2 separate regions of the Macaca mulatta genome follow, and region 1 is linked to region 2. The links are chromatin contacts, called in public Hi-C maps. All regions are on one chromosome and are shown on one strand. Each heading gives the region's core, a stretch centred on a gene start, on an enhancer-like site or on the middle of the called end of the contact. The rest is flanking DNA. Distances are from core to core; before and after follow the strand shown.

Evidence for each region. A called contact is a pair of places that touch in the nucleus more often than the background predicts.
Region 1: a Hi-C map of cortical neurons shows a contact between it and region 2, with 5 times the contacts expected there. The contact joins the promoter of KLHDC4 here to the promoter of MTHFSD in region 2. A contact is called at or near these places in 2 of 14 Hi-C or Micro-C datasets (cortical neurons and fetal cortex germinal zone).

Annotation. Positions count from the first base shown.
Region 1 is chr20:83,150,289-83,155,677 of T2T-MMU8v2.0, forward strand. KLHDC4 (kelch domain containing 4) reads right to left here and starts at 3,961. Exons shown (of 11, transcript XM_077986645.1): 1 at 3,767-3,961.
Region 2 is chr20:81,928,569-81,934,506 of T2T-MMU8v2.0, forward strand. MTHFSD (methenyltetrahydrofolate synthetase domain containing) reads right to left here and starts at 4,359. Exons shown (of 8, transcript XM_077986619.1): 1 at 4,156-4,359; 2 at 2,228-2,331; 3 at 912-1,025. The coding sequence starts at 2,290.

The DNA.
Region 1 (5,389 bases), core at 2,711-5,210, 1.2 Mb after region 2:
GCTTGACCTCAAAGGCAGTTTGCTTAAAGGGTAGATGTGTGCACCAAGTACTATCTCACTCCACACCCCTAATGCTCCCCCTGCAAGACCTTCCACTCAGACAAGCCCATCGTGACTTCACCAGACACCCTCAGCACCTCAGAGCTCAGGCCCGGGCCGTCGCACCTGCATGCCTTCCTGTCTCCAGAGCAGGGTCTGATACGTTTATCTTGCTCACTTGTTTCCTCCACATCCCTCCACCCCAACAAAATAGTAAAATATGAGCTCCACCAGAGCAAGACGGTGTCTGGTTAAAACACTGCCTGCACAGCAAGGGCTCAGCAAATACCTGCTGCAGTCGATCTGTGTAAGATGGTGTCAATTCTTACTACAATGGAGAGTGACTCGAGGCACTGATGTGCCAGCACAGAGGGCAGCACTGGAACCCAGTGTTCCTGCCTCAGTCCCAGTGCCCATTTCCCAACATTTACGAGACACTCCCATACCACACCCGAGCCTGACACTTCAAGTTCCTTCTAGCCTTCGGTGTCCGTCTTGCAGCTACACACACCTGCAGACCATCTTCCCTCTCCCACACCCATCTCTCCAACCTCACCTCCCACCCTGCCTCACTCTCCAAGCTACACCGGCGTCCTCTCCGTTCCTTTAATGAAAACACCGGGTTCCCTCAGCCCGCCACGCCCCACCTCGTGCTTCCTTCAGCCCACCCCTCAGTCTCGGGGTGAACGTCAATCCCTCCCAGAGGCTCTCGCAGCAGGGTACACTGCTCAGTATTCCAAACTATGCAATATTTAGAACACACAAGTTACGGAACTTCACCCAAGACGGCTCCTGTGCACCGTTCCCAGGGTAACGCCCGCATGTACAAACCCACACCCCCCCGAAGTAACCACTACCCGGAACTCGGTGCTTATTGGTCTCAAGCTTTTCTTCACACTTTTATTACACACGTGTATCCCTAAGCAACATATAGTATTGTTTTACAATTTTTTTTTTTTTTTGAGACGAGTCTCGCTCTGCCGCCCAGGCTGGAGGTGCAGTGGCACGATCTCGGCTCACTGCAAGCTCCGCCTCCCGGGTTCCCGCCATTCTCCTGTCTCAGCCTCCCGAGTAGCTGGGACTACAGGCGCCTGCCACCACGCCCAGCTAATTTTTTGTATTTTTTTTTTTAGTAGAGACGGGGTTTCACCTTGTTAGCCAGGATGGTCTCAATCTCCTGACCTATGGCAGCCACCTCGGCCCAGCCATAGTATTGTTTTACATTTTTAAATGTCATTAAACAGACTGGGCACAGTGGCTCACGCCTGTAATCCCAGCACTTTGGGAGGCCGAGACAGGTGGATTGCTTGAGGTCAGGAGTTCGAGACCAGCCATGACCAACATGGTAAAACCGTCTCCACTAAAAAATACAAAAATTAGCCGGCACCGTGGCGCACACCTGTAGTCCCAAACTACTCGGGAGGCTGAGGCAGGAGAACTGCTTGAGCCCGGGAGGTGGAGGCTGCAGTGAACTGAGATCACACCACTGCAACACTCGCTCTGGGTGACAGAGCAAGACTCCATCTCAAAAAAATAAAAACAAAAAATAAAATGTCATTAAATGGTATCATACTGTATATTCTTTCAACTTGTTTTGCTCAACGAGGTTAAACAAACAGTTCAAACCCCAGCATCTATGCGCCAGGAGAGCTCTGCTGCTGCTACTGGAAGGCAGCAGTCTTTAACCTGGGCTGAACCTCATCATCGTTGGGGGGCTGAAGGAGAGCAAGGTGGCAGGGTCTGGGTGACACCAGTGGCCTAGTCAGCGACAGCCTCTCCACAGTGACAATAAGCTGAACGCTGAAAAGACGAGTCAGGCGGAGTATGGTTGGGGTACAGGTAAGACCACAAACAGAACTTGGCATGTTTGAGACACTAAAATAAAGGCATTGTGGCTGTAGTGAGCCCAGGGAGACAGGTGGAAAGACAGGCAGAGGCCAGCACCAAGTGAAGGTGCGAACCAGGTGACCTGATACATGAGTTCTGTGGGAGCAGAATTCCAAGCTGTCCCCAAGGTCCCCCTTCCCCCAATAATTCCCAGGACTGCAAAATAATAGGATACCACTCTTGTGATTAGGTTGCATTACAGACACAGCTGAATTTAAAGAGATGATCTTCTGTAGGTCTAGTCTAATCAGACGACCAGTTATTTTAAAGGTTTGTTTTGAGGGTTCATTAAGATAACATACAAACCCCAGGACTGATAGACTCTCTCTCTTAAGGGAAGCTACTGTTACAATCACCTTAGTATTGGGCACTGGAGGGAGACATGAAGATCAGTAAAAATGACAGGTAACTGGCAGGACATGGTGGCTCACGCTTTGTAATACCAGCAATTTGGGAGGCCAAGGTGGGTGCATCACCTGAAGTCAGGAGTTCGAGACCAGACTGACCAATATGGTGAAACCCGGTTTCTACTAAAAAATACAAAATTAGCCGGTGTGGTGGTGCATGTCTGTAATCCCAGCTACTTGGGAGGCTAAGGCAGGAGAATCGCTTGAACCTGGGAGGCGGAGGCTGCAGTGAGCCAAGATCGCGCCACAGCACTCCAGCCTGGGCAACAAGATGAAACTCCTTCTCAAAAAAAAAAAAAAAAAAAAAAGCAGAAAGCAGATAACAGCTGGTTACTGAGTGCTTACTTTCCGCCAAGCACCATTCTGAAGATGCCACACAGATGAACTGACTTCCTGTGCCACAACCCTGGCCAGCAGGCCATGCTACTGCAGTCCAGCCTGGGCGATAGAGCAAGACTCCGTCAAAAAAAAAAAAAAAAAAAAAAAAGTCAGAGCCTAAGAGGAGTGTGAGGGGAAAAGTCCAACTCCATTATTTAAGAGATGAGGACATGGAGAGATCAATGACGCAGGAACAAAAGGGACAAAGGAATGTGGTCAAGAGCTCCTGATTCAGGACATCTGGTCACACTCCAGTTCCATATCACTTCATGGTTCACCTGTTGGTCTGACTTCCTGTCAAATGGGAATATCAGTGCTAGGGAATTGACCTGGTTGTGAGGATTAAAGCCCAGGGAGCTGTGCCTGGTACACGGCAGGCCATAAAACTGCCCCCGGTTAGCGAACCCAAGAGCAGCAGCCGCAGAACACTCAACCCCAAGTTCAGGACGGATCCTCCTGCAGACCCTGGGCTGAGGACCAGAGGGAAGGAGACAACCGTGATGGCTGCCATCAGCTGCTACGGGATACCCCGTGGCTCCAGGGCCTTCTTCACTTAACCATCTGCTGCTTACTCCTCAGGGCCGCTGTGATGACTATCTGTCCTCTTTAGAAAAACGAGAAGGGTGAGGTTCAGAAAAGTTAAGAGTCTTACTCCCAGGCCACACATCTTGCAGAGGCAGCCCCAGGCTCAACCTCAGGTCGTCCTACGCCAAACCCCTGCCTCTTCTCACCACCCAGCCTACCTTTAGAGGGAGGGAGGAGTGGGAGGAAACGCAGAAAAACGCCCGTGACACCACACGAAGAAAAGCAAGCACGTTAAAGGAGGCAGCTCCGTCGCTCTCCCGGAAGCGGCCAGACACACGTGGAGACTCGGGAGGGGGCGGGCCCCGTCCAGGCTGCCCGGACGCGGCGCCGGGGCAGTTTCTACGGCCTCCAGCTCTCCCGCGGGGCCGGCGCAGCTCCCACGGCGACCCGCAACCCCGGGCGGAGCTGGCAGTCGGACGAGGCTGCACGGCCGCCACGTCGGGCCCCTAGGCCCAGTCTGACTCGCTCACCTCCTCCTTCCGCGAGCGCTTAGACACCTTCTTCTCCATCTTGGCGGCCGTCTTCTCCGCGCCGCGGCCCTTCTTCTCCTTCTTGCCCTTCTTGCCCATCTTGTCGGGTCCCAAGCCGCGATAGGACACCAAGGTACCAAACGGGGCGCGCTCTCCGCCCGAAACCGGGCGCTCGTGGGGCGGAGCTCGACGCACAGAAATGGAGTCACTTCCGGCCTCGAGTTCGAGTCGCTTCCGGTGGAGGTGCGGCTGGGCGCCCTACGGGGTTCAGTCTTGGAGCTCGGTCTTCCGCAGCGGGTTGGCGGGTCTCGAACTCTGCATAAGGCCTCGGAGAAGATGACCCGGCCTGGGCGCAATGGCTGATGCCTGTAACCCTGGCGCTTTGGGAGGCGTTGGCCGGCGGATCGCTTGAGTCCTGGAGTTCGAGTCCAGCCTGGGCAACAAAGCGAGAACCACCCCCCCACCCCCGCCCCGCCCCGCCCCGCCCCATCTCTACAAAAGAAAAAAAAAACAAACATTAAACGGGCGTAGTGTCTCGCGCCAGTGGTCCTAGCTCTTCGGGAAGCTGAGGCGGGAAGATCGCTTGAGTCAAGGAGTTCCAGGCAGCAATGCGCCACTGCACCCCAGCCTGAGCGACAGAACAAGATCCTGTTTCAAAAAACAGAAAAGATGGCAGCCCCGGCGTGACATACTCGGGCCATGCTCGCCATTCTCACGCCCTGTGCCCCCACCTAGCCTGTCCCCGTGTCCTAGGAGACGTGCCCTCTGAGTTTTATTTTATTTTTATTTTTAGAGACAGGGTCTTGCTCTGTTGCGCAGGCTGGAGTGCAGTAGCGCGATCTCGGCTCACTGCAACCTCCGCGTCCTGAGGAGCTGGGACCACAGGAGCCCACCATGCCCGGCTAATTCGCTCTTTCAGCTTTCCCAGGGTGCACGTGCCCCCTGTGAAGGCACGTTGCTTAGCCCTGTGTAGAACTGCCTAAGTGGGTGACTCTTGAGCTAACCCCATTTTTTCCCCTTGGACAAATCAAATGAGTGCTGTGGCCTCATTTCCTAGAAAAAAAATTAATACAGTTACAACAGTTTGCAGACCCTAAGACAGACAGTCCCGGCTGAGCGCGGTGGCTCATGCCTGTAATCCTAGCACTTTGGGAGGTCGAGGTGAGTGGATGACGAGGTCGAAAGTTCGAGACCAGCCTAGCCAACATGGTGAAACCCCGTCTCTACTAAAAATACAAAAATTAGCCGGGCGTGGTGTTGGGCACCTGTAATCCCAGCTACTTGGGAGGCTGAGGCAGGAGAATCGCTTGAACCCAGGGGGCAGAGGTTGCAGTGAGCTGAGATCAAGCCACTTCACTCCAGCCCGGGCAAAAGAGCGAAATTCCATCTTAAAAAAAAAAAGAAAAAAGATGGCCCCTTCCACCTTCCCATTTAAAATGTGCCAGACACCGTTAGGTGCTAAGGACATGTCCTCAAATATCCTAACATGGAGGACTTTTGTTTCTTCATTGGTAGGCTAGAGCTAATGATAGCACCCTGCAAGGGTACTCAATTTGTGGAGCCTGAGAAATAAAGATGGGTAAGATCCAAATGCCTGCTAGGAAATTGTACTCTAGGATTTCC
Region 2 (5,938 bases), core at 3,109-5,608:
CCCTGGGGGAGTTTTCTTTTTTTCCTTGAAAAGGGGCCTCTATGTTTTCCGTCGAGAAACAGTGCTCTAATGGATACATTTTGAGGGCACATCAGGCTTCTTACTAGTGATGGATCATGTTTCAAAGAATTGTAACACTACACCTATGGCAAAAAGAACTAAATATGTTGTAATCTCCCTCCTCTGATGAAGCACATCAAAACTGAGAATGTTTCCACGCCATAGTTTCTGTGTTTGGTTGGATAGGAAGAAAAAAAATAAAAATTATAAGAGCATGCCTGAATTTAAAAAGTTCAACAGTGTTGAGAAGAAACTTCTCCAGTTCTTATCCCTGGTCTTCATAGTCTCAGAACATGACAAGTGACGTCTGTCATCCAGAGGCAAATGATTCTGTGTTCAGCCAGCTTGTCAGCGTGCTCATTTCAAATGGCAAAGTGGTGTCACCGTTTCAGCGCCGGCTCCTCAATTCTGGACCATCACAGGTTCTGCCTGCGTTCCCTCTCTTGTGCGGAAGCCATTGTTTTGAACATCCTTTATCTCTGAATTTAGACACACTTGGGACTCCCGATTGACTGAATGCTAAACAGCTAAAGGGCTTCTGAACTATTCTTGGAAAAATCACCACCAAGGACACTTTCTATACTGGAGGGAATCAGAAGCACCGACTTTCTAAATACAAGACAGACGTGTGCGCTGACCAGCGACCTGGAAAAGGTGTCCCCCTTGGCGGCCAGGTCTCGGCTCGGCTCAGGGAAGCGGAATTACCTGCAGCGCCAGCAGCCGAACGCCTTCCAGTGGTTTATCAGGGTCCACTTTAACTTCCTGTGTTCTGGCAAAAACGTCTAGGTCTTTGATGTTTTGGCAGGCCAGATAAGACCCCTAGTTAGGCAAATAGACAGAGGTGCACTTACTTCAAGGACGAAGAAGCGAGCATTTTTCTGGGGGGCGTCAGGATTTACTTTAATGGTCCTGGCCGTTTTGAACGCCTGCAAGCATGGGAGTTGCTCAGCAGCATGAGAAGCGCCCTGTTTCCAATGCAATCGCACGTTACTGAAATGACAGCACGCTCTCAGGCCAACTGCAGCCCAAGCAGCTTGGCCCAGAATCTCACCCAGACAGGCATTAACAGTCACTCAAAGAAACATCTAAGGAAGTAGTCTAAGTAAGGAAAGGGATTTGAGAAAAGGAGCCTAATCCCACTTGAGTTTTAACTGAAATAAAACACGCACTCCAAAAAGAATACAAATCACGAGTGCAAAATGTGATGATTTTTCACAAAATGAAGACTGCTGTGTAACCACCACCAAAATCAAGCAACAGCATGACCTGGAAGCCCCACCTCTCTCCTGTTTCATTCATTTTTAAAGATTTCTACATGATTCTCTACATCCTTCATCTTTTCCTCTGCCAAGACACCTTTCTCTCTCTGGGGTCAGAAGTATTAAAACAAAACACAGTAACAACAGAAAATCATCAAAAGAGCAGTTTTTCAAAGGGACAGGACAGTCTTGGAACCACCTCAGCTGAGGACCAGAGAAGGTGGAGCTTGTTGTGGAGAAGCCAGGCTTGGGGAGAGACAGTCCCGACAAAATGGGGTGAAGCAAGCAAACAGCTAAGTCCTTCAGGCCAGAGACAGCATTTTTGACAAGCGCTGTCTTTTTCTCTTGGAAAACAGGCATGCCAAAGACTATGAACTGTTGCACTGCCTCTTTCAACTAACCTTTTTTTTTCTGTCAACCCTGTTAGGAACAGCCATCTTTGATTGTCTTACATTTTGATTAGCTGGGAAACTGAGGCCCAGCATCATTAGGCTGGCAAGGCATTCATTTCTTTCCAAAGGCGCTAGAGCCTGGACTTCCAGTTCAGTACCCTTCACTCCCTAACGCTCTTAGCAGGGTCAATTTTGTGAAAAGCCATCACAACAATAACATGCTTCTGGCCAGGATAAATATTTTACTTTGTATCATACAGAAAATAGCAAGTAGCACCACTTCACCTAGAGACAACCAAGCCGCCCTGCACAGAGAGGCAAGAGGCCCCAGGTGAAGGGTAAACAATGTCTCCAAACGCTAAGGACGCCCTGGCCAAATGGTTTTGATTTCACACCACTGCTCACTGCTCACCACATTCTAATCCACCATGATGCAGTACGAGAATTTTATTATGAGTGTTAGTCATTTCGGAATATCTTGTTTTCCTTTTCCAGACTCCAGAAATGTGTCAGTACCTTAAAGTTGGGAATCCTGTGATGAACAGGTCGGGGAAAGTCAGCTAAATTTTGTGATTCCATGTGGTCCCAAATTTGCTCACGAATGTCCTGTTTGGAGACACCTACTGCAACAGAAGAGTCCCACTTAATAACAAAGGAATTCCACAGCCCATGCTGAAAGCCTGCTCCAGTTACACGCTCAGCTCCCCACATAGGAGTTCATGACTATGCCAGACCAGATTGAGAGGGTTTTTGGTCTCTACATTGAAAAATGTAGTAAGTTTTTTTGTTTGTTTGTTTGTTTGTTTGTTTTTGAGATGGAGTTTCGCTCTCGTTGCCCAGGCTGGAGTGCAACGGTGTGATTTCGGCTTACCGCAACCTCCACCTCTGCCTCCCAGGTTCAAGCGATTCTCCTGCCTCAGCCTCCTGAGTAGCAGGGATTACAGGCATGTGTCACCACATACTCACGAACAATTATTAAAGTTCACAGTAAATTAAACATAGCTCTAATATTTAATCCAGTTATACTAACCTTGAAGCAGTAGGGGAGCCAAATACAACTCAAGCCTTGTAACCAAGCCCTCCTAGAGTCCCTGCTTGGGGACTCAGGTTCTGCTGATGTAGAGAAACTGTCCTCTCAGTCTGTTCAGTCTTGACATAACCATGATTCCCTTATTCTTGCCGTAAGTCAGGTAAGCTTGCCTTTAAACTAAGTGATCTCTAAGACAGCTATTATTTTGGATAACTGACTGCAATCCCCTTTATTAGTGTGGGATTAATAATTAGATGACCATGTTGGCCTCATCTCCTGTCATTCCTCACTCTGAATCCAAAAAGTGGCTCAAGGACTGTTCTTCCCTGGCCCCAACATACCTGCCTACCTCCCTCTCCCTTTCAGGCCTGTACCTCCTCTGCTCTCCCTCAGGTCTAGCTTAGATTCGACCTCCCCCAGGAAACACTCTTTGAGTGCTGTCTCAGGCAGATGACCCTCCTTTAGAAATCTAAGGAGTACCCATACCATTTGGGTTTTTATTTTTTCCCAAACTGGAACAATTACTACAAGGTTACCGCATGCCTCACTTTCACTAACAGCCCAGAGGGCCTGGAATATCCCCAGCCCTGCGCAGGGTACCCTGTGGGACACAAGAAATGTAACACTGTGACCCCTGCTCTGGAGTCAATTAATCCCATAACAGTGATTCCCCCTAATAAAGCAATGGGCTAACTGGTAAGGGGAGGGGTCATTGCAAAAGAAAAGGGCAGGGCCTTTCCTTTGGAAAGTTACAAAAACATGAGAAATAATTAAAATAATAAAAGGTGACACATAGTAATGTGTGAAATGCCTGAACCCTATTCTGTAATTGTCTGTTTGCTCCCCCAGCAGGCTGTGGGCCCTGCTGGGTCAGCGTGGGTCTCATTCACCCTTAAATCTCCAGTCCCAGCTCAGTCCTGGCACAGGACAGGCATCCCAAAAGGTCACTCTAACCATGACGGCATATGATCACCCTCCGTCTATGTATTGTGTGCATCCTGCACACGTAGTATGGGTGGGAGTGGACCTGTTCACAGTTGGGGTTCCGGCATTTAACAGACCCTGGCACACCTTTTGTACTAGTAGTATGGGTATCTGCCAGGCAATCCTGCGAGCAATCATCCACCCCTTCCCCCACTAGCGAGTGACTTCCTACAGGCCAGGGGCTCTACCGGAGGAAGCCTCGCCAGTGCCCAGAGAGGGCCGCGCGGACAAGGCTTCCACAACCATCTGTTAAGACCACAGCAGTTAAGCGACCCCCGCGTGTAAGTCAAACCGGCTTCCGATCCTGCCCCTGAACCTCAGTTTCCCCGACCTCACGGGGCCCACAGGCTCCCCGACGTGAACGGCAGGTGTCCCTCCCGCCTTGTCTTCCCGTTATCTTCATTTGGTTGGACCCGAACCCAGCACAGACCCTCTCCGATCCCCTCGCCCGCCTCCGGTGATTCTGCGCCATCCTCTGCCAGCCCCCGTGGCCCCGCCTCGACCCTCACCGGTCCCGGCCGTCCCTCCCCATTCCCAGCCGCCCGGGCGCCGCGCCGCGCCCCTCACCCGCCCTTGGCTCCATGGCGACGCAGTCACCGCGCGACATCTCCCGGCGCCGAGTCTGGCGCGTAGTGACGTCACCCGCTTCGCGCCTGCGCGACGGCGGGAGGGGCGGAGGCTGAGCAGGCGTGGCCCGGGCGCGCATGCGCGGGCGGGTAAAACCCGTGCCGGGGACCGTCAGGGACGCTCCCGGGCATGTCGTTCGTGCTGTTAGCTGGTCATTGTCGAGCGCCGCCCGTGACAGGCGTTTTGCCAAGCCTTGGAGTTACTGAAAGAACAAGTCCCTGGCCTCTCGGGGCCCATTGCCGGTTGAAACACATCCCACCTCCTCTTCCAGTCCTAGAGGCCGCCTCCTCCGGAAAGCCGGCCTTGATTGCTCCTCCTGCAGGACGCGGTTCCCTCCTTTGAGACCCTGCAGACCCTCGTGTGCTCACACTTGGACTCAGCCGGCAGCTCTTTAAAGGGTCAGGCAGATGGAGATTCGAAGCCAGCCCAGCCCCAGCGACTGCGCTGCGGACGGCCAGAGGCCATCCTTTGAGAAACGCCCGAGAGGTCAGGGATTCTTACCCTGACCTCTGCATACCCTGAGAAAGAACGAACGTGGCAGCTTGCGTGTGCTCGTCTATGTCTTTCGTGTTTGCCAACCTAAGGGTCGGGAAGACCCTAAGGGTCGAGGAGACCAGGCTGCACAGACCATCACGTCCATGCCCTCCCAGGCCCCAGTACAGCGGGAAGAAAACGAGGGCGTTCAGCCTGGCGGTGCATTCACTTATTAGGAAGAAGACATCCCCCAGCCCCACCCAGCACACACACACGTCAGGGACCAGCCACTAGGAACCGCTCCCTGAGCGAATGAAGGCATCCCCGTAGCCACGTGCCTGGCACATCACAAGCACTCAAAACGTGGCTGCCACCTTTCGAAATTACATGCCCAAAACTTTATGAGACCCTCACAACACGCTTGTGAGACAGACAAAAGCGTCTGAATGCCTGCCCACTTGACCAATACAGAAAATGGTGTTCCGTGTTCAAGCGACTTACTCACGTCTGCCGGTAACTGGTACTGTGCCGTTTGACCTCCTTAGGACATAATTAATGATGGTAATTAGCAGTGCTACGATATGCCAGGCATTGAGCTTAGCGCCTTAAAAGTCATAGCTAAATATGTTTCACAACAAACCGTCAGAGGCAAATGTGACCCGCCTTCTACGGAGGAGGCAACAGAAGCTCAGACATGTTCAAGAAGCTTGGCCTGAGTCTCCCAGCTGGGAAGGAACAGAGCAGTGATGTAGCCCTGACAACGTGCTTATTTGCAACTCCTGTGGGTCCCATCATAACTCTGTCTCTCTCTTTCTGTGTGGTGTCCGCAACATTAATATATAGAGACACCGAGGACCCTTAGTTCTGCTTGTGGGTGGGTCTGTCTTTCACCAGGCTGGCAAAAGGAGTGCAAACATCATTTTGGAGGTGATAAAATCTCTCAAAGAGGTTGGATGTCCTTTCCCCCTTTCATGGAAGCATGGATCTGCAGAGTGTTTTTATGCAAGTAGCCTTGGTCCCAGCGGTGGAAGTGTGTGCAGGATTCCGTTCCCCAGCTGTACTGAAAACAGAGCCCAAGTCTCTCAGATGGACAGCCTGGCATGGCCCCCAGT